Linked DNA regions of Mus musculus: regions 1, 2 and 3 are each linked to region 4. Evidence: chromatin contacts called from public ChIA-PET and promoter capture Hi-C data. All regions are on one chromosome and are shown on one strand. The core of a region is the stretch at or near the end of the contact, and the rest is flanking DNA. Distances in the headings are between cores, read along the strand shown. Region 1 holds the start of Fam102a (family with sequence similarity 102, member A). Region 2 holds the start of Prdm12 (PR domain containing 12). Region 3 holds the start of St6galnac4 (ST6 (alpha-N-acetyl-neuraminyl-2,3-beta-galactosyl-1,3)-N-acetylgalactosaminide alpha-2,6-sialyltransferase 4). Region 4 holds the start of Fam78a (family with sequence similarity 78, member A).

Region 1 (2,844 bases), core at 123-2,622, 450 kb before region 4:
TTTAGCCAGTGGAGGGCAGTCACTCAAGAGGGGGCTGGGCAACCCAAAATCCAGCCACCTCCCGCAATCAAATCCAGGGAGTGCCTGGAACTGGGCTTTCCCAGCCAAGGGGAGAGAGCCAGAGAGCCCTGGCTGGCCCAATCTCTCAATCGTATGACAGCCACAGGAGCCAGCTTGGTGGCAAGGTGGCCTGAGACACCCTTACTTAATCCCTTAAAGTGAAAATCTCAGTCAGCTCTCTCCATACAAATCTGTAAAACGGGTGACTTGAAGAGTGCACGCAGGGCCCTAAAAGGTTTCTGGCTGGTCACCTGCAGACAAATGCCAGGCGCTCTGCCAGCTCACTCAGACCTAAGTCCTGCTTAGAGCAAATCTTTCCCCAGGCGGGCCCCTTGCCCATCCGTCCCTAGCTGAGTCTTCCACATTTGCCAAGTGGCTAGATCTCACTCATCAGCACTCCCCACCCTCCCCTGCAAACGCGAAAACCTCAATGCCTACCTGGACGACAAGCTGACAAAATCCCCGCCATCCAGCAGCCGGACCTTGCAAAAGAGGACCCCGTTCACGAAGGGGACCGCAGTCAGCTCCTCCAAGGTGAAAGTGGTTTGAAATTTAAATTTCTTCTTCTTCATCAAAAAAGCCATGAGCAAGTTCCCTGAGTCTGAAGCCCGCAGGGCCAAAAAGAAAAAGAAAAGAAAAAAGAAAAAAAGAAGGGGATACTAGAAAACCCCAGGATTCCTTTCCCGACACCACACCCCCCTCCTCAAAAACACCAGAGCTGGATCCAGTCCAGATGGCGGCGGAGGCTGCGGGCAGGAGAGGATCTGAGTTCGGAGCCCCAGGTCCAGTGAGCCGGCTGCTCTCACCCTCGGGGAACCCGGGCTCCACTGACATGTAAACAGCGAGGTGCGGCCCCGGCAGCGGGGGCTGGCGTGGAGGGCGGCTCGCAAGCGAGCAGCAGCATCCCGATCCGCGGGGCCCGGCGGACCGGTGAGACTGACGGAGACGGCCGGGCGAACCGCTGGAGACCCGGGCGGCGGCCCCGCCTCCGCCCCGCTGGCTGCCGTGGGAGGTGCCCAGGCGACGCACACGCCTCCGCACCTGGCGCACCGCGGCCTGCGCAGGTGAGGCCCCGGGAAGCGGAAGCCACCTCGGCGACCGACCCGGCTCTGCAGGGACCGCTTCGGGAGGCTCTGCCGGGCCGGGAACGTGTGCCGGTCCGCCTCCCGCTCAGTCCTGGGACCTACGCCGCTCCTGCCCTGCCCGAGTCTCAGGCGCCTTCCGACCCGGCCGGATGGCTTCTGCCTCGGTTAGCACCGCTGGAGCACAGCGGCGCCGTCGCCCGCACCTCCGGACGCAGCCGGCTGAGCCCGACGCAGCTCGGCGCTGCTCGGAGAATGCCGAAGCCCCGGCGCGACCGCCCGCGGAGCCGCGGCCGAGAGCAGCAGGGGCGGGGCGCGCGAGGCTCACAGCCAACCTGCGATTGGACAGGCCGACTGTACGAACACGAATTTCTATTGGCTGGCGGTGGCGTGGGGCGGGGCTCGCGGAGGCAGGGCCAGTTGAGGGCGCTCGGATTGGAGCGCTCGCGGGGCTGGACCCGCCTCCTTGAGAAGCGCGGTGGGGGGGGGTGCGGAGAGGCGGTGGGAGGTCGCGGGGTGTGGGGGCCGGCACTGGAAAGAACGGGAGGAGAGCGCGAGCCCAAGAAAAGGAGAAACAATGACTAGGGGAAACAATCTGGAAACTAGGGCTAGAACGGCCTGCCCGGATCCCGCCAAGACCTGAGCTCAGTGAGCAATGAAGCAGGCTGAGGAGGTAGCACCCCTGTTCTCAGGAAAACAATCGCAGAGGTGTCTCAAGACCTATGCAGGTCTTGCTCGCCTCTAAAAATGACAAGCATCTGTCCTGGCTTTGCCGCTCTTGAAGATCCATTGGAGCCCGGCAACCTTGTGACTCGGCCTGCCTGGTTCCAGGCTGTTATCTAAGGCTTTTGTTTAAAGTTTCCCGATAGTTATGGCAAAGGACACCTTGGGGACCTCGTACTCTCCAAACTATCGGCATTTTATGATTCTTTTTATCCAGGCCGCCAGTGTTTAGGAACTCTGTCCTGAGTCAGGCAGGCACCCAGTGGAAAGACTGGATCTGAGAGTCTGCTGAAGAACTCAAGTAGGGAGGTCAGAGGAGGCGTGTGCTTTCGGATTGGAACGGAAGTTCAAAGGATTCTGACACAAAGCCGGCCAAGCATCGGGGTACAGGCAGTGGCAGTCACTAGAGGCCTGCTGGCCCGGCAGCATGGTACTCAAAAAGTTTGTGGAGTATCCCTGGATGAATTCTAATTTGAGAGAACAGCAGATCAGGCTAGAATCTGGCCCAGTCTTGTAGACCAGAGCAAAGAAGGAGGCATCTCCTGGTTTTTTGAGCTAGATAGTGACTTGATTGTTCTGGCATCAGATAACTTGGAGGAAAGAAAATGGGGAAATGGGTGAGTGAAAGGCCGTTTTTGATCCGGGCAGGAGATAAGTTAAGGTCTGCTGGACTTCCCTGTGGAAAATTAAAGAGAGTTGGGCTGATTGGCATTTGAGATGTAAATTCTCTGCCGGACATCATGTTTGATACCATGCATGATATCATGTTTGGACATGTGCATGAAGACTTCCTGAGCTTACATTTCAGAAGCATGGGTGGCAATCTCTGCTCCTCATAATTGTCCCATAATGTGGAAAACGCAGTCAGATTGGAGATGAAACGAACCAATCCATCCAGACCTCCCTGATGTAGCTAGGCATCTCCTTTTGAAGGTGAGGAAGTAGAGGCCTGAAGGCTTTGTCTTTTAAAAAATAAATT
Region 2 (2,773 bases), core at 104-2,603, 440 kb after region 4:
ACCAGCGGTCCCTAACCCCGAGAGGATCCCCGGTGGGGCCTCTGCGGCAGGGGTGGGAGCGTTGAGGCACACAGGGGCGGCCTCCATGTCTTACAAGGTTCCCCTCTAAGCTACCTGGGAAAATACCCGGCGAGCCGGCCGGCTGAAAGGGGGGGTTAAACGGTGTCCATTGCGGAGCGGCCGGCAATTTGTCACGCTGTTAAAGTGATCGCATTCATTCGGTTCCATTCGAAAGAAATTGCTAATTCTAAATTCATTAGCCCTGGAAGAAAGCTGTAGCAGTAAATTGTATCTCAATGCGGAGGGGACTTGTTTAAAAGGGGCCGAGGAATTCCCCTTACAAAAAGGCAGGATTAGATGGTTGACATAGCGTGAATGGAAGTGGAATTAGTCTTCACGGTAAATTAAGAGAGGAACAGCGATCTTAAAGGGGAAGAGAGGGCGTCGCTCAGAGACGCCAGCGCTGGGGAAAGATATTGTTTGCGGGGTGACGAATGAGGAATAAGAACTTGAGACATCTTAAAGAAAAGAAACTTTCTTCGCTCTCTTTCTCTCCCTCGCTCTCTGCGGCTTTTTCTCTCCGGCCTGCCCGCCCTCCGCCCCTTCCCGGCCCCGGCTGTCTTTTAAAGTTTGTGGTTTAAGTGGGAACTTTCGCGGGTCAAGCCCAAGTTAACCAAATGAATTTAAAACCCCTTCTTTTTGAGTCAACTGCTATTACACGCCCAGTAAGGCTTTTAATGCCAGGAAACCGCCAGCTCCAGGCTGGAGGATGGGGTGGGGAGAGACGACACAGGAGAGCCCGGGCTGACCGAGGTAAGTCGCTCCGGTCGTTGGGATCTGGTCCCTGAGCCTCCTGCATTCCTACATGCCTCTTCTCTGCTTCCATGAGGCCGTTGCAACCCAGGTTGGACCCACGAAAAAACTGAGGTGCGCTGATTAGGGAGAGCGCATCCTGGCTGGGAGCGGCAGCCCCAGCCCCTGTGTTCCCCATCTGGACCCGTGCCGCTAACCTGAGAATTGGGGGTAGCCAGGAAGAGCGAAGGAGTGGAGCCCCGACGGCACACTCACCTCCTGAGAAGGACTGCGCCAGGACCTCGGCCGTGAAGGCCGTTTTTGGGCTGGCGTGGTGGCTCTTGTCTTCCAGCAGCTGTTCGCCTAGCACGTTGCGCCATCGGCCATATAAGAAACTGTGCAGGATGTCGGAGGTGATGACCTCTGCCAGCGCCAACCCCGGAGCCTTCAGCCCTGTTTTGAGCACCAGGGCCTCAGCTGGGAGCACAGAGCCCATCATGGGCGGCGGAGGGCTCGCCGCGGGCGCCGAAGGACGGCTAGGTGGACTCCGGAGAGGTGGGCAACGAAGAGGGGTCAAAGGAATGAAAGGAGAGGAGGGTGACACAACACGAGGGAGGAGGAGGAAGAGGAGCAGGAGGAGGGTGCACTGGGGAGTGCGTGGCAAGAGATGGCTGGGAAGACAGGGAGCCAAACCGGAGATTCACAAAATCTGCAGAGATGGCAGAGGCAGCACGGAGGGCTGGAAGTCCGCGGGTGGAGACAAGGGTGGATACCAGGAGGGGTGCGGGAAGGGTGGGCGGCGGGTGGCTGTAGAGAGACAACGACCAAGGACTCTCGGTTTCCCACTAGCCTTCTATACACCCAGCCAGGACCGTCCTCCCCTTAGCAAAATCTCAGCTCTTTTATAGGAGCTGCAGTGACCCTCCTAATTGGTTATTAATGACCCCCTGACGTCGAAGGACAGACTTGTACCCGGCCAGGCTCGAAGGAGCCTTCACCGACAGCGCGAGGGGCGGGGGCAGCGTGCGGACCGCTCAGAATAGTCTCCCTCTGCTCCTCCCTCCCCCCAGCCTTCCTCCTCCTCCCCCTCCTCCTCTTCTCCCCGTGGGAAGCTCCAGGCAGGGAGGGAGGCTCAACTCGCGGCCCGGAGCGAGGAAGGGGGGTGGGGGGGGACGGGTGTTGAAGTAGGGGATGCTGCGCAGCGAGGCTTGCCTTTACTCCCGGGACTAGACTGAGAAAGAGGGGGCGTATGGCTGCAAACCCCGCGGGTCCCCATGCTCACCCGGGCTAAGCAAGATCCTTGATCACTGTGGATCCCAAGCTAGGCCTTCACCTTCCTAGCTCTGCGGGCCACTCCCAGAGCTGCCGGTGCTTTGCCTATCTCCTTAACCAAGCCCAGTACTCTGTCCGATCCCCACCTCTCCTTCGTCCCACACCCTCTGCTCTTTAGAGGCTTCACTCCTTAAGCTGCGGTGGCAACCCGGACAGCTTGGGAGATGCAGATCTCTTGCGCTGGCAGCGCTACCCAAGCGGGCGCTTCGTCCTAAACGGGCTCCCCAAGAGCTCTGCTCGCTGCGCACAGCCAGTGTAAAACTTCCGTCACCAGCACAGAGGGCTGCTGAGGAGTCGCCGTCGGGGCTGGATCTCACCTACCATAGAAAGGTTACCAGCCCTAGGAGTACTAAGTTGGGGTGGGGAGTATTGAAAGGTCATCAGATACTCACATCTGTGGAATACCCTAGAGCAATGCAAGATGGGAATTGCAGACACCCAAAATGCCTCTGAAATTGCGGACGGCCCAGGGCAAAGCCATCTGCTGGGCCCTGCTTTGGAATCAGTCTACTGGGATTTCAACCTAGGAAGCCACCAGACGTTCCTCTTTCTTTTTGGTCTCTTAATGATGATTCTTTCTTTCCTGGCTCCTTTCTCTTCCTTCCTTCCCCCTTCCCGCTCTCCCCCTCCTCCAGTGGATTCTGTATAG
Region 3 (2,966 bases), core at 190-2,689, 500 kb before region 4:
TCAGCCTCTCCCACTTCTAGAAGAAATACACCGAAAGCCACTTGAAGAAGCCCTCTGGGTCGGTCACCTGGGGGTGACCTCCTGCACACCCACTGAAAGCACCCAGCAAGGTGTCTACCACTGTGTGCTGGGCCATCCATCTCAGTACCTGTGACTCTCAGAACTCCAGTTTTCTAGGCCCAAAGTCATTCCAGAAGAAACACTAGGAGCTAGCCAGTGTACCCAGAAAGGCAGAGGTGTAGAACAGCCCCCAGCACATCCTGCCAGGGGCCCACCCTTCCTTGTCTGTCCATAAGCCACATCAGTTTCTAAAAATAAGTCTTCTCTGTGTGGCCAGCTGTCCAGGAGACCGGGTTCACAGCTCCTAAGGCCTCCGGCTCTACACAACAACTGGTCTGCTGCCCACAAGGGACCAGAGACCTTGACTTGGGCAGTGGTAATTAACCTCCCCACTCCAGCACTCAGGGGGCTCACTGGTAAAGACAGAAAGACCAGAGCGTCACACTCAGTCTCACACCTCCCTCCCAACTAAGTGACACCGGGTTACTTCCATTTCTAGGTGAGAAAAACAAACTGAAACCAAAAGGGGAAGACACCGGCCTGGGGTCACACAGCCCCAGGAGCAGGGGGCTGGCGCAGAAGCAACTACTAAGGGCTGTGGGAGGGACTCCATGCTAGAGCATGTGCTTAGCATGTGCCTGGCTCTGAGTTTCATCCCCCGACACCAAAAGGGGTTAGGGGATCACTGTAACTCCGGGTGTGGGAGGCGGCTGTAAAGCTCTACCCAGGTCACCCCCAAATCCCCAGGCAACTTTTTCTCTTCCCTGTCACTTACCGGGGCCTTCATGCTGTCTCTGCTCTTAGCAGTCTGGAGGCTGCTGTCTCCAGTGCTTGGGATGAGAAAGGCTGGAAGCTGGTCCCAGGATATGAGAGAAACTGAGGCAAGGGAAGAGACAAATCCAGATCAAGAAAAACGGGCCCAGGAACCAAAAGCCTTTAAGTCTCCAAGCATGTGACAACGTGTCCCATTCTAAAGGCCGTGAGTTCAGAGACCTTGCCAAACCAATTCCCATTGTGCAGATGGGGAAGGAGAGGCAAAGAGGAGACGCTCTCGGCTCAAGGTCATCCATTCGGTCGGAGGCAGGCAAAGAAAGCCAGGAGCCAGGAGAACATCGTTCCCATCCATCCCAACTCTCTACCGCGGGGTGATGGAGAGGCCTGGGGCGGGCAGGATGTGAGGTTTTCACCCGGCTAGCTTCCACCGTCCCCTCCCCAAGCTGGGCGCTAACCGAACGAGCGGATTGGAGTGCGCTGGGGGCTCAGGATGCGCTGCTCGGAGCTCCATGTCCAGTGCGCCGGGCCAGAGGGGCTGGAACCGGGCCCCGGGTAGGAGGCGGTGCTGCGGCCGCAGCTTCTGAAGCCTGAAGCTAGAGCAGCGCAGCCGGGGGCGTGGGAGGGGCCTCTGGGAGGGGCGGAGGCTTTGCGCTCAGGGGGCGGGGCCTGCGCAGCGCCGGCTAGCGGCGCGTGGATGTCTCAGAGACCTCCGGGCTGGGGGCGAGGTCTCGACGTCGAGGGCGGGGCCTGTCTAGTTTGTCTTCCCACTCTAGTCCTTGTGTGATTGGAAGGAAGACAGTAAGAGAGCCACCCGTGTGATGGCTACTGGCCGTGGAGAATTGAGGTTCTCCATTTCTGAAATTACCCGGGAAGTAACAGGGGATAGGAAATGAAGCAAAGGCTTCAAACTAAGCAGCCCTGAGTTTCAGGATAGTTGTTGGGTTGTCAGCTCAAATGATGTGAACTTGACTATGAATATCAGATAGGCAATGAAGAAACGTGTTTTTGAGACAGGACCCCACATTTTTCAGGCAGGCTTCAAACTCACCGAGATCCAGCTATCTCTGCTAGAGAATTGGGAGCTGGGATTAGTGGCTCAGGTTGTTTTGTTGTTGGTGGTTTGATTTGGTTTTAGGCTTTCAAGACAGGGTTTCTCTGTGTAGCCCTGGCTTGCCTGGAACTTGCTCTGTAGGCCTTGGACTCACAGAGATCAGCCTGCCTCTGCCTCCCAAGTACTGGAATTCAAGGTGTATGCCACCACTGCCCAGCAGGCTGTTTTTAAAACAGCCACTTTGTATTGGTTATGTCAATGCAGCCCATGCCTGAGGCAGGTCCCTCCCCCACACCCCACCTTTCTTTTCTGTTAAGTGGGAAAAATATCCCTGTCCCAGTGAGAAAGGGCAGAGACAGACAGCTCAGGGCACCACCAGAAAATCGTACTTCTGCTTGGTTCCTGTGGCCGTCCCCCTGCCTGTGATCCTCTGAGGATTCAGATGGAATCCCTCCCTTTCGGCTACTTTCTGACCTATCACATCAAGCGCATTCCTGCCTCAGGACCTTCCACTGGCTGCATTCTCTAGTCACTTTCCTAGTGGGACTCCTTATCTCTCAGCTCAAAGACCCTTGCCAACATGAACAGCACACTACAAGTTATTATTTCAGACAGGATCTTTCTATGTAGCTTTGTGTTTCTGTGACAGACACTATGACCGAATACAACGTGAGGGAAAGGTTTTATTTCAGTCTACAACTCCCACATCACAGTCCATCACTGAGGTAAGTCAGGGCTGGAGCCTAGGGACAGGAACTGGAGCAGAGGGCATGGAGGAGGGGGCCATGGAGCAGTGCTGCTAACTAGCCTCACATTCAACTACCTTTCTTATAACCATCTAGACCACCTGCCTGGGGTGGCACTGCCCACAGTAGGCATCCCTTTCCCACATCATTAATCAAAAAGAAAAGAAAACAGCGCCAAAGACACACAACAGGTCAATGATAGGCAGCTCTTCAACTCTTCATCCCTCTACCCACATGGCCCTAGTGTGTGAATCACACAGTCCAGGCTAGCCCGGGATCCTTCTGTCTGAACCTCACAAATGATGGGGTTACAGGCATTAGCCACACCCTTCCCA
Region 4 (3,036 bases), core at 456-2,955:
GCTTGGTAGGGGTGGAGCTAAGGGCCTGAGGCTACTTAGATTCTGGCTCTCTACTCCTTTTGACCCCCAGATGGTCTCAGCAGGGATACCTGCTAGATTGGGGTGGTGGGCAGGCCTTTTCAGTCTTCCTCTCTGGGTATTTTTTTCCTCTGTGAGACATACATAAGAACTTTCTGACTCAATGTCTGATGAATGTAAATTTCTTACATACTTGGGACCAACTAGCTGACAACCCTCTCACCATGCTGAAGATACAAACATGATCAATACAGGGTTGGGGTTTGGGGGTTGGGAGACACCAACTTTTCCCACCCTCCAAACCTTCCCAAGTCTTGGAGCTTCCCAAAACTTCCATGCTTTCCACCCAACCACCAACTCCGGCAGCTAGGATCCCCAGGGCAGTGCCCCAAGTCTCCTGAACTGGAAAGCTGCTGGCATCCAGAAGTCAAAGGGCAATAGGAACACCCCCAACCCCAGGACCCGAGAAAGACAGAACTACACTACCCAGAATTCCTAGGGTTAGAAAAAAAGGAAATGTCGTTTATGCAAGAAGAGGCTCAACTCCCCCAGCAGCTGCAGAGAGGTGGGAAAGAAGAGAGAGAGAGAGAGAGAGAGAGAGAGAGGGGGGGGAGAGTGTGCTGAGTGCCAGAGCTAGGGAGGAGAGCCGGGCGGGCTGGAGGAGGAGGCGGTGCCTACCCGCCTGCACGCTACCGCCTGCGGACCTGCATCCCACGGGGCGCACGGGCGAGCGCAGGTCCTGCGTGCGCCGGTGCGCGTTGTCGCGCGGCTGCGGACGAACACAGGGGCCAGACAGGCGCAGGGACCGAGTTTCTGCAAAGTTTGACCTGGTTGCCTTTCCGATGCTGCAGCAGAGCGAGGCGGCGCGGGGCGCGCCAGGCGGCTGCGGCGCGGCGGCGGGGCAGAGCGGTGACAGCACGCTCATAATGATCATAAAATAAGGAGGCGCTCGGGGTGGGGGCGAGAGAGCCCCGAGCCTCAGCCCTCCGCCCCCGGCCATCCCCACAGCAGCCCGGAGCCAGGAGGGGCTTGGGGATCCGAGGCGCCCACGCCATCCCCGGACCCTAGTAGATAAGAGCCAGGGGACACTGCCCAGGGGAGGGGGCGCCCCGAAAACGTGCGGGCAGAGAGGTTAGGGAAGACCGGAGGGCGGTGACCCAGGCACCTGGAGCGGCCCTAGGGGCAGGTGAGTTCGTGACGCCCCCTGGGTGGGAACCTGACTGCCAAAGTTCCTCGGCGGAGGCGCGCGCTCGGGACGCGCTGGGCTCAGCTAAGGCTCAAGCTTGGTTAGGGGAAACCGAGGCACGCGGTGGGGCGGGGGGGGGGGGCAACACGCCTTCTTGGTGTCCAGCCACCTCTGCCGGCAAAGGGCAGAATGCCTTAAAAGACCGGCCTGGGCTTGGCACTGAGGCCCCGGGGATCGAGACACTGGAGCGAGAAGGGGCGTTTCACGCTGGTGGCGTGGTACTGATGCGCAGTACCCGAGCCGGGAGGTCCTAGTGACCCACTGCGGTGGCAGTCTGAACGACCCCTCACCCCTCCCTCGAGCTAAACCGGTGTCAGCGGAGATGTCACGGGAGGCGATTATTCGCTGGTGCGCGCAGTCGTGCGGCCGCCACTGACGGGGCGGGCGGAGGGGGGCGCCACCTCCGGGGAGACCGCCCAGAGCTGCGCCGTCAGCTCCACAGCCCGTGCCCGGCGCACAGGCATCGCCGCGCCCTCGAGTCCCCCGCAGTAAAGTTCGGCTCAACTTTGCCGCCCTGTGCCTTCCACCTCTCTGCAGGTCCTCGGCGGCCGAGGCGAAGCAGGCGGCGGCGGATATCCGAGTGCAGTCCCGGAGCCCTGCGCGGCAGTCAGCGGCTACAGCGACAGTGGCAGAGGAACGCGCGAGTGGGCGCCGGAGGGGACCTGGCGAGCACCTAACCCGGAGCGCACCTCTCGGAAGGGCGGGTGGATACGGGCCTCACAGGACGTCGGACCTCTGCCGCTTGAATCGGAGCTCACGCTGCAATTGATTGGGCCCCGCCGGGCGGGCGCGTGTGTTCCAGGGAGCCGGTGCGGAAGGCAGAAGGGCAGGAAGTCGGCGTTCTGCAGCGAGGGTGGCGCGACCGCGCGGGGACCGAGCCTTCCTTATTTATGTGCCTGGCAGAGCCCGTCTGCTTCCTGCGAAGACTTCAGGGAGAGTGTCCGAGCTGCCATCCCCAAGTGTGAGGACGCAGCGCTGGATGTCAGAAAAACATGCTTCTCCATTAAACTCCAAACTTTTCTTTTTTTAAACCCAAAGAATATCGGTGGCTTTTGCCCACTGCTAGAAGAGGGAGCCCAGGGCTCTTGAGATGCAACAGAACCCATATTTATAACAGGACCCGGCAGTGCTATGCAAACCTCCTCTACTCCTTAAGTTCTCTAGCCTATGGATCTCGATTTTGAGTTTTGAGATTAGATTGAGCGCTCTGCACTGGGTCCTGCAACCTCCATCCTTTCAATGCCCTGTTATTTTTGGGACTGCTGGCCTTCCCTGGAGATTAGAGCGGTCCTGTGTGCCATGGGCTGTATTCAGAGCATCGGAGGCAAAGCCAGAGTCTTCCGGGAAGGGATTACCGTGATTGATGTGAAAGCCTCCATCGACCCCATCCCCACCAGCATCGACGAGTCCTCCAGCGTGGTATTGCGCTATCGGACACCCCACTTCCGGGCCTCAGCCCAAGTGGTCATGCCGCCCATTCCCAAGAAGGAGACCTGGATCGTTGGTTGGATTCAGGCGTGCAGCCATATGGAGTTTTACAACCAGTACGGGGAGCAGGGCATGTGAGTACTCCTGGGGACAGGCTGGGGGCCTTGAAGGCTCGGGGAGGCTGGAGCAGGGCTGCAGGGGTCTTTAGGCAGGGGTGGAACTGTCTCCAAGCCTTCTTGGGTCAGGCAACTCTGGGGAGCCTTTATGTTGATTAGGGTCCTAGCTCAGCTAGACCTGCCCTGCCATTATCCCTGGTGCCCAGGGTTGTTCTGTCCTCCCTGGCA

What was found. Promoter capture Hi-C pulls out the DNA fragments that hold promoters and counts their contacts. ChIA-PET counts read pairs in DNA pulled down with a chosen protein or histone mark.
Region 1: a contact with region 4 is called in a promoter capture Hi-C map of neural stem cells. The contact joins the promoter of Fam102a here to the promoter of Fam78a in region 4. A contact is called at or near these places in 1 of 39 promoter capture datasets (neural stem cells), 2 of 115 datasets of contacts at active chromatin or transcription factors (embryonic stem cells and pro-B cells) and 1 of 9 other capture datasets (pancreatic islet).
Region 2: a contact with region 4 is called in a promoter capture Hi-C map of embryonic stem cells, with 2.0 times the contacts expected there. The contact joins the promoter of Prdm12 here to the promoter of Fam78a in region 4. A contact is called at or near these places in 6 of 39 promoter capture datasets (the 3T3-L1 cell line, 3T3-L1-derived adipocytes, the SN4741 cell line and 2 more), 5 of 484 Hi-C or Micro-C datasets (all in embryonic stem cells) and 3 of 115 datasets of contacts at active chromatin or transcription factors (all in embryonic stem cells).
Region 3: an RNA polymerase II ChIA-PET map of effector CD8 T cells shows a contact between it and region 4, with 6 read pairs. The contact joins the promoter of St6galnac4 here to the promoter of Fam78a in region 4. A contact is called at or near these places in 2 of 39 promoter capture datasets (liver and stem cell-derived epiblast-like cells) and 1 of 115 datasets of contacts at active chromatin or transcription factors (effector CD8 T cells).

Annotation. Positions count from the first base shown.
Region 1 is chr2:32,533,887-32,536,730 of GRCm38.p6, reverse strand. It overlaps Fam102a (family with sequence similarity 102, member A), which reads right to left and starts at 1,372. Exons shown (of 11, transcript NM_153560.4): 1 at 499-1,372. The coding sequence starts at 644.
Region 2 is chr2:31,638,617-31,641,389 of GRCm38.p6, reverse strand. It overlaps Prdm12 (PR domain containing 12), which reads right to left and starts at 1,353. Exons shown (of 5, transcript NM_001123362.1): 1 at 1,069-1,353. The coding sequence starts at 1,291.
Region 3 is chr2:32,585,551-32,588,516 of GRCm38.p6, reverse strand. It overlaps St6galnac4 (ST6 (alpha-N-acetyl-neuraminyl-2,3-beta-galactosyl-1,3)-N-acetylgalactosaminide alpha-2,6-sialyltransferase 4), which reads right to left and starts at 1,439. Exons shown (of 6, transcript NM_001276425.1): 1 at 1,290-1,439; 2 at 836-936. The coding sequence starts at 847.
Region 4 is chr2:32,082,374-32,085,409 of GRCm38.p6, reverse strand. Fam78a (family with sequence similarity 78, member A) reads left to right here and starts at 1,705. Exons shown (of 2, transcript NM_175511.4): 1 at 1,705-2,826. The coding sequence starts at 2,504. Gm33126 (a long non-coding RNA gene) reads right to left here and starts at 141. Exons shown (of 3, transcript XR_374254.3): 1 at 1-141.